2 separate regions of the Gossypium hirsutum genome follow, and region 1 is linked to region 2. The links are chromatin contacts, called in public Hi-C maps. All regions are on one chromosome and are shown on one strand. The core of a region is the stretch at or near the end of the contact, and the rest is flanking DNA. Distances in the headings are between cores, read along the strand shown. Region 1 holds the start of LOC107948531 (SRSF protein kinase 1). Region 2 holds the start of LOC107948396 (F-box protein PP2-A15).

Evidence for each region. Hi-C and Micro-C count contacts between places; a contact is called where the count stands out from the background.
Region 1: a contact with region 2 is called in a Hi-C map of leaf, with 2.8 times the contacts expected there. The contact joins the promoter of LOC107948531 here to the promoter of LOC107948396 in region 2. A contact is called at or near these places in 10 of 34 Hi-C or Micro-C datasets (anther, callus, hypocotyl and 2 more).

The regions. Positions count from the first base shown.
Region 1 is chrA04:61,639,367-61,642,210 of Gossypium_hirsutum_v2.1, reverse strand. LOC107948531 (SRSF protein kinase 1) reads right to left here and starts at 1,291. Exons shown (of 4, transcript XM_041111350.1): 1 at 818-1,291; 2 at 1-368. The coding sequence starts at 1,027.
Region 2 is chrA04:61,392,333-61,395,032 of Gossypium_hirsutum_v2.1, reverse strand. It overlaps LOC107948396 (F-box protein PP2-A15), which reads right to left and starts at 1,417. Exons shown (of 3, transcript XM_016882930.2): 1 at 829-1,417; 2 at 538-656. The coding sequence starts at 1,140.

The sequences.
Region 1 (2,844 bases), core at 42-2,541, 250 kb before region 2:
GATGGATCTATCATTGACAACAATAAAATATTTTCCGGCTTCAGATCAGTGTGTATAATGGAAAGCTCTCTATGCAAGTAATCCAAGCCCATTAGAATATGGAAACATATCTCCTTAACCATATGAATAGGCATGCCACGATAATCAGAGTACTTGATGAGAGTCAAAAGATTATCTCCCAAGTACTCAAACACCATACAAACATGCTGCCCATTCGGACCTGAATGCTTAAAATGATCCAAAAGCTTCACCACACATTTTTTATCCTCTTTATCCCCATCCGCAATCTGTTGCAAGATTGTTATCTCATCCATCGCTGCCTCAGTGTAATGCTGGGCACTTTTTTGTACTTTCAAAGCTACATAACACTGTAGTTTAAAAACAAATTATTAAATATAACATAATCAAAGCAATTTAACTAAAATTAAAAGAGAATAGACTACATTTCTTAGTGATTTTTCTGCTGTTTCATAGTCAAAATTGATCAAGCAAACAAATGACTACTTGCGAGTGGCAACGAACGCTTTTTATTCGTTCTTTACAATCCATTATATTTTTCTCCGTTGTTTTCTAGGCAAAAAGTGTTAACACGATATTAACACAAATGAAATGATAAAGGTTCTTCTTTAGATGCTTTTCCTTCAATTAAAGGATCACAAACAGTCTTATCAAATATTATTGAAATAAACCAAATAAATAGAGCTAAAAGGCAAACTTCTTCAATAAACTAAGCAGATTTAATTATAGTAGGCATAATTGAAGTGATCAACAAGGGAAACGAAGCAAGATCTGCTAGAGAGAAAGAGAGAAAGAGTACGGAGCGGTGAGTGTCCCAAGCGAGCCAAACGGTGGAGAAATGGCCCCAACCGAGCTTGCTTTGTACAACGTAACGACCGTTCTTGAAAGTGTCTCCGATTCTAACAGCGTGATAACCGCCCCGCCGGTAATCTTCCGTTCCTTCGTCTTCCGATGTCAAATCCCCGCTCTCAGTCCCGGTCCACTCTTCTTCCTCCTCCTTGTCCCCCATTCCCTTGTCTTCCAAAATCTAGATAAGGAAAAACTAAAAGGACATAATTTCTAAAAATTTCAACAATTCCTCGATTAGATTCAGCTGGATCAGCAGATCTTGCAGCTACTCCTATGATAGAAAAAGGAAATTTTCTATTTTCTTCGTTTAGATTGAAGGAAAATAAAATGTTGGAAAAAGAAGGAAAAAAAAAAACTTTTTCGGTTTTTGTGCGGGAGTATAATCCCCGTATGGGAAGTAGGGACTTTGAAATTTGGGGTTTTCGTTTTCTTCTTTTCCTTTTTTAATACGTGGCGTAAAAAGGTGGGCTGGAATCCTCTGTGTGTGAGGTGTCGTCATTAATCGGAAAAATCCAACATGATTGGAGTACTATTACCAGTAAAGCAACATTTATTTTTTAATTTTGAAATTTAGATTCTCTCAAATAATTTAATAACATTGTTAAGATGAAATTTAAAAATGTATAATTTAAAAAAATTACAAAATTTTCGTAAGTTGCCCATTGAAATTTTTTTTTTAAAATTTTAAAATGACACGTAGTTAATTTTTTTAAAAATTTAAAGTGTCTACAATTGAACTTAAATTTTAAGTAAAAAAATTAAATTTTTAAAAATAAAAAATAATGATTAAATTTTAAATTTATGAAAAGTAAGAGTATTGTGATATATTTTAATTTTTTTAAAAATTTTAAAAAATAACTATTAAAAATATTTAAAAAAATTCATTTATTTTGGTTTTTTAAGCTGGCCCTTCCTTCCAAGGGGATTCGATTCTCTTGTTTCTTTCATTACCAACAAAGAGTTTTGTCATTTGCAGCATCGCCTCTAATCTTCTATCCATCACTCCACCACCAAATTAAGCAATTTGCTCTTACTTTCCAAACTTACAATTTACTACTTTCATCCTTTTCAATTATTTTTCTTATAGGAAATACCCAAATATTGAAACTCCACCTACATTAAAAAAAAAATTGTCTCGACCCTTAGACCCAACATTTTATGAAAAAATTGACTCGGCTTCCGACTCCAACCAGAACTTATTTTATTACATTATACAAAATTTGTAATTATAAAAGAACTAAATCATTTAGTTTGATGTTACTAGAAATTTTTGATGGACCATTTATAATTACAAGTATGTTTGAACTCATAAGTCAGATTTTTTTTTAACCATTAAGCAACACAAATATATACGAGTTTCAAACGTGGAGAATTTTACAGTCATCCAAGCTTTGGTGTTGCAGAAATTTATAGAAACAAGGGGAAATATGCAAAAGCCACACCTCAAGTAACACACAAACTATCAACCCTTTTCTCATCACTACACAAATAAAAAAAAAATTATAAAACTCACGGTCAAGAGATTTTCCATTGAGGGGTTCAATTCTAATTAAAAATTATAATAGAGGTAATCTTGTAAATATCTTGAGACGGCACAGGTTTATCCGAATCCCTATCTTGACGTGTCTAGTTTTAAAATTTAATTCACTCTGAACTTGATTTAAGTAAAAGAGAAAATCGACATTATAAAATGGAATCCATCAAAATCCGTCAGTTTCTAAGTTTTTTTTTCTTTTTACCATTCCTAAAAACATATTATAATTTTAATGTATTATTTTCTATTAATTTAAAATAAAAGAATGAATACATATATGTAAATTGTGTTGTTTTGTGTTAACAGGATAGGTATAGCATGTGTCAAAAAAATTTAAATCTTTATGTCAATTAGGAGCTTGAAATCTTGTCATGTTTAATATATATAAATAAAAGAATTTATAGGTGCTAGCAACATAAATTCAAATATCAAGATTTGTAATT
Region 2 (2,700 bases), core at 168-2,667:
GTGGCAACCAAGACAAACACCAAATGCCATACATCATGCATATATGTATGTATACATTTATTTATGCGTATATGTATAAGCATATATACATACATCATCTTGAGCTCAATACTTAATGATCAACAAAGATACAAATATTCAGAGGTTTCAGCCTTTCCACATAATACCATTTGTATAAAAACAACATCAACAAGCAGCAAAGCCTAGAAAACAGCAGTTGATTAGCATCCAAATGCATTTCCTTCCACCAAAGGAAAAAAAAGGTGTAGATTGATAATACAATTTACCAAGAGTTCCATTCCAAGAAATATATAGCTTATCCATCGACATGCTCCATGTAGAAGAAAAATTATAAGCAACTAATTCTACTTTATGCTAGTTCAAGCAATCAATACAAAAATCCCACTCCTATGGTTAAAAAAATTTACTAGAAACATTTCAAGATACAAGTATATCAATCCCATATTAAGTGAACGTCAAATTAATAAATTCCACTTGAAACTTTAGCATCGAAATGTGATGATGTTAATATCAAACCTAGATTCTTCAGTAGCAACCCTATTCCAATATCTCCGATCATCGATTCCAGTAATTGCCATCCCTTTTGCAGATATTGCCATGCATACCCTGCCTGTCACTCTGTCTAGCCATACTTCCTGCATCACCCCATGTTCAACCGTCAATAATCTTCACTTGCTCATCTAATGATAATAAAGCAGCTAAACCAAACAAAAAGGGAAAATCATTTAACAAGGAAATGTCTAGATATTTAAAACAATAATCAAAAGGTACCGGGCGAAAAAAAAACGAACTTCTATAATGACCTACCTTATATCCATCATCAAAAGGTACCGGGCGAGAAAGAAGCGCAAAAATGTCTTTCTTGGACATGTTCTGGTACCTCTCAGGAGGCAACAAATTTAGCAGATCTTGAAAATTAGTGGGTAGCTTCTTTACCCAGATGGAGTCGGAGGAGGCAGCCCCTCTAAAGGCGCGATTCAACCTGGCGAGATTGCAAATCTCCGGGGGCGTCAAGTTCATGAAAACGCAGGCCAAGCAGCCCTCGGGTATGTCCCCCAATCCTGGTGTCATCTCGGTCCTATTGGTTCCTTCCGTTCGTCTGGAAAGGGAGGCACCCATGAAATCCTTTCTCTTTAAAAAATACCTTGTATTTCTATTTATAAAAATTCAGTGTTTTAGAGGTAGGTTGGTGGTGAGAAGAGTGAAGAGGGGAGGGAGAAAATCTGTGGATATTTTCTACCATTTTACTTTGGTTTGTTTTTTCCGGGAAAATGTGTGTTTGGGGGAGGTGGGAAAGAAACCGAGGCAAAAATGTTTGTTTAGAATTTACCTAGACAGACTTTTGAGGATGCGTTTGGTGGGGTACATTAACCGAAACGGAAATGGAATGCAGCTCTTCTTTTTATCATTTTTTCTATAACAATATTTATATTTTTTTTTATGTCATATGCACATCAAGGACACCCATATTTTACTATTACAATCATACTCCAACTTCAGATTTTTTCTCTTACCATATATCTTATTCATTATAATTCTAAAATTATTTATAATCCCTCTCTAATTCATAAATAAAATTATTAACGTTTTTAACATACTCAAACAAACGTCCTTCTATATTGATAATAATATTCATATCAATCGAGATAAAACTCAAAAAACCCAACTTTGAATTCTTAAAGAAAATATTTAATTAAATTACATCAAATAAACTATCTTGATAAACATGATGAAATTGTAAAAGTTTTATCCTCTAATCTATTAAAAGAAAAAAAAAAGGACAAAACTTGATCTTTCCATAATCTTTGTTTCCCTTTTAGGAATTTTTTTTTAAAAAGAATTTTATGGATGCCCATTATAACTATACTGAATATTTTTCATCCAAATTAGTTAAAATTAAATTTTAATATCCATAATAATCATGTCACATTCTTTATTAAAAAATCATCAAGTTCAGTTTGTATTATTATTGTTACAATTTCACTTTATTCAACTCGATTCAAATTTCATTTCATTCGACTTAATTTGAAAAAATTTCAAATTGAGTTAGAATGATAAAATAGGACTCCTAAACTCGATTAACTCGAAATTTTTCACTCGATTCGGTCGAACGCTCACCCCTAGTTTTGATCTTTAATTTTTAATTGTGGTGGATTTTGAATGTTTGTGCTTTAATTTCCATTGGGCAATGAAATAATAGTGATGTCGATTGAATTCTATTACTCCATTAATTATTCGATAATTGAGAATTCAATATTAACAAGTTATAGTTTTATTTGGTAATTGTAAAAACATTAGAATTTTAGTTTTACTAAAAGTATAGTTAATGCATATTTTGGTGTATTTATATGTAGATTTATTTTGTGCGTTAAAAAATATGTTTTGGCGCATCTCAAGTTTACTGATAAGAATTGCTTTGATGCATTACTACATTATTTGTTTGATTCAAATTTTAATTGATTTATATGATATATATTTAATGTTTCCATGTGTATATTATTATATTTTTAAATAGAATTTAACAAATTGGTTCGACAGATTTATGATTGAACATTTCTTATTAATAGCGATTCCTCGTGGTTTTTTTTTTTTTATTTTCGATTAGAAAACCTAAATCATATAAGTTTCTCATTGTTTTAAAACATTATTAATTAATCAATTAAATTAAAAGAAAAGGGT